Linked DNA regions of Mus musculus: all the other regions are linked to region 2. A link is a contact called in public promoter capture Hi-C data. All regions are on one chromosome and are shown on one strand. Each heading gives the region's core, a stretch centred on a gene start, on an enhancer-like site or on the middle of the called end of the contact. The rest is flanking DNA. Distances are from core to core; before and after follow the strand shown. Region 1 holds the start of Esyt2 (extended synaptotagmin-like protein 2). Region 2 holds the start of Ahsa1 (AHA1, activator of heat shock protein ATPase 1). Region 3 holds the start of Klhl28 (kelch-like 28).

The links. Promoter capture Hi-C pulls out the DNA fragments that hold promoters and counts their contacts.
Region 1: a contact with region 2 is called in a promoter capture Hi-C map of cranial neural crest. The contact joins the promoter of Esyt2 here to the promoter of Ahsa1 in region 2. A contact is called at or near these places in 3 of 39 promoter capture datasets (cranial neural crest, frontonasal cranial neural crest and pre-B cells).
Region 3: a contact with region 2 is called in a promoter capture Hi-C map of pre-B cells, with 4 times the contacts expected there. The contact joins the promoter of Klhl28 here to the promoter of Ahsa1 in region 2. A contact is called at or near these places in 1 of 39 promoter capture datasets (pre-B cells) and 1 of 484 Hi-C or Micro-C datasets (muscle stem cells).

Annotation. Positions count from the first base shown.
Region 1 is chr12:116,279,420-116,282,895 of GRCm38.p6, forward strand. Esyt2 (extended synaptotagmin-like protein 2) reads left to right here and starts at 1,803. Exons shown (of 22, transcript NM_028731.5): 1 at 1,803-2,253. The coding sequence starts at 1,924.
Region 2 is chr12:87,264,916-87,268,082 of GRCm38.p6, forward strand. Ahsa1 (AHA1, activator of heat shock protein ATPase 1) reads left to right here and starts at 1,813. Exons shown (of 9, transcript NM_146036.2): 1 at 1,813-2,006. The coding sequence starts at 1,927. Vipas39 (VPS33B interacting protein, apical-basolateral polarity regulator, spe-39 homolog) reads right to left here and starts at 1,371. Exons shown (of 20, transcript NM_001142580.1): 1 at 1,237-1,371.
Region 3 is chr12:64,963,414-64,967,031 of GRCm38.p6, forward strand. It overlaps Klhl28 (kelch-like 28), which reads right to left and starts at 2,123. Exons shown (of 5, transcript NM_025707.3): 1 at 1,996-2,123. Togaram1 (TOG array regulator of axonemal microtubules 1) reads left to right here and starts at 2,329. Exons shown (of 20, transcript NM_177805.3): 1 at 2,329-3,618. The coding sequence starts at 2,564.

The DNA of each region.
Region 1 (3,476 bases), core at 553-3,052, about 29 Mb after region 2:
ATTTGCCTGCATGCCACCGAGCTTCCTACCATGATGATAATGTACTCAATCTCTGAAACTGTAGGCCAGCCCCAATTAAATGTTTCCTTTTATAAGTTGCCATGGTCATGGAGTCTCCCCACAGCAATAGCACTCTATGACACTTTGCTTGGTTTATTGCCCTTTGTCGAGCAGACTACTGCTCTCTTTCAAACATGGCATGTCTCTGAAATGCTGTAATACATATTCACACATACTCACGGGAAAATCTTCCACAGGTGACTTTGCATTTATTTATTTATTTGCATTTATTTGTTCATTCAGAACTTACTACATAAACCAAGGCATTTATTTTTTCAAATACATTGGTGAATCAAAAACATCAGGTTGCAGAAAAGTGGGAACTTTGTTTTCTGTAGGTTTCAGATACTGATGACACTGGTAGCTTTGTGTTGGTGCAAGGTAGTGGTGGGTTAATATTTGAATCACAAGGATTGTGGCATAAAATCAGACACAAGAGATGGGCAATGAATGGCTACTAATGGAACAAAGTATGACCCAGGATAACTTGGCTCTGAATCTGCAACATTCCACAATCATAGTCGTGGAATTATCCTCCTGGAAAATTTTCTTAAAAATTATGCCTCTGTGTGTGTGTGTGTGTGTGTGTGTGTGTGTACAGGCGATTGTGAAGACCAGAGGTATTAGATCCCATGGAGCTTTAGATACAGGTGCATGTGAACAGCCAGATGTGGATTTTGGGAATTGACTCAGGAATTGGGTTCTCAGGTGCTGGGCCATCTCTCCAGCTCCTCTTTAGCAAACTTTAAAGCAGATGTCTTTTTTTCTCTTCTCTTCCCTTTCCTTACTTCCCTTTTTTCCTTTTTCTTTTTTGCAAGCTTCACATATGTCCCCTCAGATGTCCCCTAAGAGTTTGGCCTTGACGGGGGTAGGGGGTGGTGGACCCTGGCTGCCTTTTTTTTTTTTTTTTTTTTTTTTAAATCTTCATGACAACTGTGCTTTCCTAAGCTCACTGGGGCCATTTTGTTTGGGAAGTCAGACCTGAAGGAGTACTAGACCCAGAGGCGCCACCACACAGTAAGGCCTCAAGGTAAATTTTACTGCAGCAGGCGCAAAGTTCTCATTCCACAGAGGCAGGCCCAGGAGCCATCCTCTCACCCTAGGAACCTGCAAGTTCAAGTTCTCCGCCAGGGAGCTAGGACAGGCAAGAGGTTGGCTGACGAACGCCGAGCTCTCCGCTAAGCTGGAAAGGACTCAGCCCGCTAGCCTTCCCACTAGTCAGGGCCATTGCTCCCTTCCAACACCCGCGGAAGCCACACCTCCCTCTCCGGCCGTCCCTGCGAGCCAAGTCCGGGTGTGTCCCCCTGGCGCGGCGCCCACCCTCCGAGGGCGCAGACCGAACCGCCCTCACAGGTTAGGGGCGGGGCCTGCCTGGCGTGATGGCTTCGCCTGCAGCCCCTTCTTGGTGTAACGACCGGAGAGTAGCAGCACAGCAACCCCAGCGCAGAGGCGGGTCCGACCGCGCGATGACACCAGGCACAGACCATTCGCCGCCGGGGGATCTTTCCTGAGGGCGCGGACGAGGGAGCGGGATCCGGTTGGCGACTGACACGTCGCCCCGCCCTAGATTCTTTCAGGGTCGGCTGTCTCTGAACAGTGGATCCCAGTGAGGAAGAGTCGGGCGCATGCTGATTGCGTCACCAAACCACGCACTCAGCCCGAGCAAGCCCCTCTCTGGGAGAGGCCTCGGTGGGGGAGGGCCCTGCGCACTGTGATGACGGCAAGTCCCGCCCGTTTGAGGAGTGGAGCGGTGGAGCCCGCGGTCCCCCTCAGTGGGGCGCTGGCGCGCGGGCTAGAGCGACCTGCGGTCCGTGGGAGAGCCGCGCCCGCCTCGGCAGGGAGGAGTGCTCAGCGCGGCTGGAGATGAGTAGCGCGGGGGGCGAGGGGCCGGAGGCCGGTCCTGGCCGGGCTGGGGGCCGCTCCGAGCCCGAGGCCCCGGGCAGCGCTCTGAGTGTGGACTTGCCGGGGCTGCTGGGGCAGCTGGCGCGCAGCTTCGCGCTGCTGCTGCCGGTGTACGCCCTGGGCTACCTGGGGCTGAGCTTCAGTTGGGTGCTGCTGGCGCTCGGGCTGCTCGCCTGGTGCCGCCGGAGCCGCGGCCTCAAGGCCAGCCGCCTGTGCCGCGCGCTGGCGCTGTTGGAGGACGAGGAGCAAGCTGTGCGCCTGGGAGTGCGCGCCTGCGACCTGCCCGCCTGGGTGAGTGTTGCCCCCCCAGACCTGAGCGGAGTCAGGTCCGCACCACCCTTCTCCCCTTCTCAGTGACGGGTGGGGAACTCAAGCCCCAGCCCGAGTGAAGTGTCAGCCACCGCTTGTTCCGAATCTCCGTCCGATCCGGGATCCGCACAACCAGGATCCCGGACCGAGTCAGGTGTGCGACCTTACTGCTGTCTGCCTCTCCTGCTGTAAACTGCTGTCTGCTGTCAGCACTCTGCCCACCTGCTTTCCTCGGGAGTTCTGGCCACTGTGGCCCACCCCGGCTCTGAGCGACGGTCTGCGTCCGAGTCTCACTTGTGTCAGCGCACCGCCTCCCCCACCTAAGTCAGGTGTCCTTATTGCTGTCCCCACCCTCATCCTGGGCGAGGTGTCCTGGTCATTATCTGCTCCGAGAGTGTCCGCTCTCAGTCCTCTTCCTGGCTTTCAGTCCTCCTCGCCCATCGCTAGCAAAGTGCGCAGGTAGTGAATACTTCCTAACTTGGCAGAACTGGTCATTGTTAGTTGCTGGGCCTCTTCCTCCTCTCATGCTGGCAGTGACTACCGCCCAGAAGCACACTTGGTGGGCGATGAGATCTCAGTTGTCCAGAGCGATTCTGTAAACCTTTTGCAAGCATGGCGCTGCAGGCCTGGAACCGTCCAGATTCTCCTTTCTGATTTAAAAAGTAGTGACAGCCAATATGGGGAGAAGTTAATTAAAAAAATCAGGAAGACTCATTCATTTCTTAGTTGTGTCTAACACGATTGAAGTGTTCCTGAAAAGCTTATGTTAGAAGAATTGAAATGTTTGTTTCATTGTTTAAAATACCAGAGGGAAGACTAGGCACTTTGATATGATCATTTAATATCCAGGATCTAACATATATAGAGGGAGATTTTGAAAGTGTTAACAGTAATGATAAGTTATGGTATTGATTATTTTTTCCTAAAATTGCTTTTTACTTATTGAGTATTTGAACCTATTGGAGAAGGCATTATCATCTTTTTCTCTTCACTGTCTTTCTTAGCAAAGAGTTAGTGTCATAGTTTCAGATAGAAGGAAATAGTGCATATTTTAAGATAAATGTTGCACAATGTTAGGCTTGATGTAAATGTCTGTGGAAGTAGGTAGTGGTAAGTTTTGAAAGGTAGAAAGAAGGAATTTAAATGGAGAAAGAACTTGGAGAATGTTCCTCCTTTCCAGCTAGGAAACACCTGTGAAATATGGC
Region 2 (3,167 bases), core at 563-3,062:
ATGTAAGGTTACATCCCGTTAGTATTTGATATAGCAGTTAGTCTGCCACTAGATAATATATGCAAAGTGTTTACCTAATCTTAATGCTACCTTAGATAAAACAAGAGAATTTTGTTTTCTGCAGTTCTGGGAACTGAGCTTCGGGCCTCCCACGTTTTAGACAAGCACTCTACCACTGAACTATATTCCCAGCCTCCAAAATTTTTGTAAAAAGCAATCTTAAATATTAAAAGAAATTCTAAACCAGGCCACAAATCATGAAGATGTGTACAGAACATAAACATGTCTCTAACATGTGTGCAAATTCATAAATAACTGTCATTCATTTGTCATTCACAACGATCCTGAAAGGTAAGCCTGGGAGATTCCCACCGACCAGGGGAACAAAGCTCAGAAGCAGTAAACATCACAACTTTACTAAATCACTTCTACTCCAAACTACAATCCAGGGTTTTTGGATCCTAGACTCTTTCTTTTCTTTTTTCACTTTTGGGAAAACTAGACAGATCTTTACAATGGTAACTAGAAATAGGTAGAGAATATGTCTAACAAACTTAGTACTTCACCAAGAATTCTTAAGACTCTTTTTACAGTAGTGGATACATTGTATTTCGAGTGACAAAAGAGACCGTGATTTACGTGGTAAGTAAAATGGTAACAATTTATAACTCTAAGAATGCTCAAAGGAAAGCGGGCTTCAACGTGATTTAAAATGCTTCCGAGATTTGATCTTATCGTCACCTGTACACTGACAGTCTGACATGGATAGGGGGACAGATGCGAGAGGACGGGAACACGACATAGGGAAAACAGGACCCGTTTAAAACACAAAACAAAACAAAACCAAAAACCAAAACCCTACAACCAAGAGGTTCCTTGCCTCAGGGTACTGTAGAAACCAGCTACTGGAAGTTAAGCTAGGTTTTTAAGGCGATGTTTGAGAACAAAGACCTGAGAGATTGGATTACAGGAGCAAGGTCCAGGAAACCACGCATCTACCACAAACACCAGAGCCTAGAGGGTGCCTGAGAAGACATATTCAGAACCAAATGTTGAGTAAGCTGCTTTGAGGCTTGCTGGAAAGCCCCATCTCGGAGCTCCCAAGAGTGGTCCCGACAGAAGAAGGTCGGAGTGAGAGTGTAAGGATGCCTCAGAAAAGACAGGGAAAGAAAAGGGTGCGGAGAGGGTGGGTTCACCTAGACACGAGGCCTAGACAGGGGCTTGGGACACCCTCACCTCTTCCACACCGAGCGCTCCTTCTCAGGACAGCGCCAGGCTCAGCCGCTGGACCAGCCTTTCTAAACAGGCTGTGAGGCATAGAGAAGAGCAGAAGGGGACAGCGGAGAAGAGTCTGAAGAAGGTGAAAGGAATACCCGCAAAGCATCCTGGAAGTTGTAGTTCCATAACCTCTATCATTCTTTCGTCCTCCCTGCGGGCCGCGAGGCTTCTGGACTAGCATTCCCAGAAATACTAGCGCATAGTGCTAGGTCATTTCCTTTACTTTCAGCATGACCTTCCGCAGTTATCGGAAGGGTTGGTTTAAAGACTACAACTCCCATCAGGCTCAGCAAGGTCGGTTTAGGGCCCAAGGAGACAATGAGAGGAATATTTTGTGTCCTAGCCGGTGGGGATTAGGATCTTGAGGGCCTAGACTTAAGAGCTTTTAAGATAAACTGAGAGAGCTGGAAGGAACGCCAGAAGTTACGGAACCTACGGCTCGGCGAGCTGGAACGGAAGTACCCGGTAAGAGCGAGGAGGAGCCGGAAGTTAAGGCTGGGAGGGGGTTGGGGTGGAGGGAAAAGCAAGCCAGGAGGTGCTGTGCTGCTTCTAGTAGTTTCCAGGCGCTGCCAGGCGGCTGGGACCGAGCGGTCCTCAGGCTGTGGCTGCGGCTGCTTGGGAGCTGGTAGCGGTGCGATAAGTGAGCTGATGGCCAAGTGGGGTGAGGGAGACCCACGCTGGATCGTGGAGGAGCGGGCGGACGCCACCAACGTCAACAACTGGCACTGGTATGGGCCAGCAAGACAGGCCGCAGGAGCACTGTTAACAGGCTAGGGGTTGGAGGTGTCTGGGACCTTGGCGAGTACGGGACCCAAGTAACCCTGGCCTGGGGTTGGGCGTGAGTCCTTTCTGTAGCAGGGGTCCCCTCCATCCCTCGCCACCATCACAGTCTTAGGGGCGATGGGTTCGACATGGACTGCTGAGTCCCCAAGGAGGAATTTCAGAGCGAGAACAGAGTGCCCTAGTTGCTGCATCCAGCCTGAGCCGGGTGATACTTCCTACACGTGGCCGCAGGCGTCCTTGAGATCCAGACCCCTGCCGATTGTGTTGGGAGTCTGCTGGGGAATTCGAGAGCTCCAGGCGCGGTAGTTGTTGGTTTGCGGGTTACAGTGAAAGCAAAAGTCATAGGGGACTACTGCCTCAGTCCAGCGTGAGAAGCTTTGGAACGTGATCTGCAGGGCACTTGGAGCTTCGGGATGCTGAACGCAATGCAGTCTCCTACCCGGAACTGTTAAGTTCTGTTGTAACAACTCCAGGTTGCCCGGCAGTCATGATTTTACAGCCTAACCGGTCTTGGAAGCTGCCTCATCTCTCAGAAATCTTCTGGAAACAAAGTTATTTGGAGTGCCACTGAACTTTACAGACATTATATTTTTTTTCCTCAGTTATAGCTTTTTGATTTTTAAATAGCTGTACTAGAAGGGCAAAGAATTGATTTTTACCGTCTTTTTTTTCCCCCTTCAACCTGTCTCTTTTTAACATTCTACTTGATGTAATTTTTCTTGTGGACTTTGTGACACTGTCTAGAGGATGTAGGATGTGTAGGGCAAAGTTTGAACACTGAACGGGACACAACACTGTTAATGAGGCTAGCATTATTGTTGGTTTGTTTTGTTTTTTTAAACTGAAGTTCTTAGCAAAAATGCTTGCTTGTCTTTGCTCTCCTGACTTAAGCAGTATGGTCACATCTTTCTTCTTGGCCAAATGGGGGCGCCATTTTAACGGTCAAGGCTCATTGTGCTAAGACTGGAAAGTATTAACTTGGTTTGCACAGCACCTCTCTTTGTTGACAACTCGCCACCCCTTTGGATTCCTAAAAGTAGCATGTTTGTGGACATTCTAGGGTAGAATTGAGAGGGTTGGGTTGTTTTCTGCCTCCTTTAACCTTG
Region 3 (3,618 bases), core at 873-3,372, about 22 Mb before region 2:
AAACTGACATTCTAATGTGGACATTCTACTGTATACATCAGTCTCCTGTTCCCTTTCATGTGGACTGGGTTCCTGAAGTCTCAGCATACATGAAAAGAAGTATGCATGTAAGCTTTTGAGGTTGGATATGAGAATCTGTCTTTCTGTCCCTCCAAGCTCCCATAATAGTGTAGGTGTAATTCAGAACCTTGCACATGTTAGGCAAGTGCTCTCTAAGACCTACACCCAGCCATCCGGTACTCATTCTTTTTCACTGACCAGCATTATAATCATCTCTTGGTTTTCATTTCCATCCTTACTCTCTCTAAAAATAGAAAATGGGTGGGGACAGCAGCACGTCTGTTATTGTTTTTCTACTAAAATACATGTGTTAAACCAAACTCAGGCAGATCTACTTATACATCCAAATGATGAATGAAGGCTGTGGACGACACTCAGTGGCAGAACACTTCCCAGCATGAACAAAGCCCCTCGGTTCAGTGTTCAGGACAGTGAAATAACACAGAACAGCAGCAGCAAACCACAAAACAGAAGATAAAAGAAAGTGAAGAAACCCACCAAAGCTTTAAACCAAAGCACAGGATACATGGTTATACAGCCTCATTTATATTAATACTTTTTCCAAAATAAAAAATTAAGAACATTTTAATTATGTTATAATAAAAACTAATAAATACAATTTCAACTTGCATCACCAGGAGTATTAATTATTGTTATAAAGCACTTTGATACATGTGACTCAATTATTTCAAGATTTCAAAAAATAATATAGCTGGGTATGGTGGCACAGGGCTTTAATCCCAACACTTGGGAGGCAGAGGCAGGCAGATCTCTAAGTTGGAGGCCAGCCTGGTCTACACAGGGAGTTCAGAACAACTAGGACTAGACAGGAAAACCCAGTCTCAAAATAATAAAATAAAATAAAATAAAAATTGAGAGATATCCATTTAATACAAAGAGGGACAGAAATACTTTTGCATTTGAAGAATATAAGCTTGGAACTTCAAATTATAACTCAGTCTTTTCTCACTGAAAAGTAATTGTATTATTTCTTTTAAAAGTCTGCCGAACAACAACAAATCTGTTTTCAAGCTTGGTTTGACAGTGCACACTGGTAATCTCAACAATCAGAAGACTGATAGGAGGGTCAAGACTTCAAGACCAGCTTGGGCTATACAGTAATTCAGCATTAATGTTTCAAATACAGACACACAAAAAAGTTGCTCTTTCATGCCCCAAAGGGGTGTGGCCGTATAGGAGATACTCTTAGTTGAACTGAGTCTATTTATAGTTTCTTTTACAAAAAAAAAAAAAACACTCATCAGCTATCAAATTCTCATTTTGCTTAAAATAATGTCTATCAACCTAAATCCTCTGTGCAGAATTCTCTTAGGACTGTAATGCTAAGAACTTGCACCACAACTGAAATTGTCTAGCGATCTCCGTCTCCAGGAGACTGAAAGACTGCAGAGACTCTGGAGTATCCTAGGGGAGATGGGAAAGGTGGAGGTGGGGCGAAAGGAAAAGTCCCACAGAGGAGTTAAAAGATAAAGGCTTTAAGCACTCCGTTTAATGCAAAGGGGAAAACACTGATTCTACCTATCTATAAGAAAACTTGGTGATGCGGACAATGAAAAGGGACAGAAGCCTTTAACACTCCATAGCCAGCGGGTGAAGAGAGGAAAAGGAGGCAAGGGAGAAGAGGGCGGGGCGAGGAAGGTCCCCAACGACAAGAAAGTCTTTTTTAAAAAAGTACTCTGTGTGCTTGGCCTCGGTTAGGTTCTCCTGTACTACTAAGCAGGCTGCAGGTAGAAAGAATCTTATTTTGGACAGCAGTGAGTAGAACGTTTACAATGGTAACCAGCACTGTGCAGAACATGTCGTCTCTCTCTGCCTGCTCTGGTCCAGTTCTTTGCCTCGCATTCTGGCTCCTGGGGCACTCGGGGAACACACCACCAAAGCCTGCACCACTGTATAATAGCAAAAGGAAAATACCTGAGTCCCAGGAATAACACCTGCAGCAACAGGAGGAGGAGCCACGGAAAACTGGAACCCGGGATGGGATCCTCTCTTGCTCCCGTCAAACCTCAACTCTTATGGGTGGGGTGGAAAACTTCCGCCCCGGACAAGGGAGCGTCATTTCCGTCTAAGGCCTTGACCCCGCCTCTTCATTCTGGCTACGTTCAGACTTCCTCTTCCAGGAATCTTCGGCCTATGCTTTAAGTCCTTACATGGACTACATAACCCAGCATCCACCGCGGCAGATTGGTTTCCGGGTCAAGAGGTCCGCTCTGGGTGCATCACCATGGAAGCGCTCGGTTTGGTCACGTGGTGGCCCTGGTTACGCCGGGTGGCGCCTGTGGGGTCCCAGGCTCAGCGGGGGCCATTTTGCCGGAGGCTGGCTCCGGGAGTGGAAGGCCCGAGCGGCCTGGCAGCTGACCGGAGCCGTTCCTTCTCTTCCTCTGCAGCTCGGGGCTTGGAGAGGAACTGGAAGGCTGGGCTTCATCCAGCCCTCCCAAGACGGCAATGGTTCCCTCCAGCTCTCGCTACCTGACGACCCTCCATGGCGGCCGCGCCTTCCGAGCTGCTCCCGCTGCCGCCTCCTGCGACCCCTGGTTCCTATCGCCTCCTGAGCCGCTGTCGTCCTTACGCCCCAGGGACTGATGGTCGTCGATCCGGGGGCACCATGAGAGGCGAGAAAAACTATTACTGCCGTGGGGCTGCCGGGGATCATGGCTCCTGCCCCGCGACGCCGTCGCCTCTGGCCTCGACCCTCCTGTTACCGGCGGAGGCTGTTTCAACTAGCTGGTCCGGGCCTGGAAGTGGGCTCTCGGGCGGAGATGAGGAGGAGACTCGGCTTCTTCAACTCCTGCGCACCGCACCGGATCCTTCCGAGGCGTTCCAGGCTTTGCAGGCTGCCTTGCCGCGGCGAGGCGGCCGGCTTGGCTTTCCCCGCCGCAAGGAAGCCTTATATCGGGCGCTGGGCCGAGTGCTTGTGGAAGGCGGCAGTGAGGAGAAGAGGCTCTGCTTGCAGCTTCTCTCGGACGTTCTTCGGGGTCAGGGCGAGGCGGGTCAGCTGGAAGAGGCCTTCAGTTTAGCGCTTTTGCCTCAGCTCGTTGTCTCGTTACGAGAAGATAACCCTGCCCTACGGAAAGATGCGCTGCAGATCCTGCATATTTGTCTTAGGCGTAGTTCTGGGCAGGTCCTGCGAACTCTCATCCAAGGCCTGGAAAGTCCAGATGCCCGGCTTAGAGCTTCCACTGCGCTGTTGCTCCCTATCTTGTTCACTCCTGAGGATTTGTTGCAGGGTTTGGATCTCACTGAAGTAATAATATCTCTGGCCCGAAAGCTTGGCGATCAGGAGATGGAAGAAGAATCCGAGACAGCCTTCTCTTCACTTCAACAAATTGGAGAACGACTTGGTCAAGAGAGGTTTCACTCCTACATCTCGCGTTTGCCTTCTGCACTGAGGAGGCACTACAATCGCCGCCTGGAGTCCCAGTATGGAAGTCAGGTTCCTTATTATTTGGAGCTAGAAGCCTCCGGGTTTTCTGAAGATGCTGCCCCGTGTGTAGTGAATCTTTCCAGTAGCAATCTTAAATTTGAGATTATTCCCCA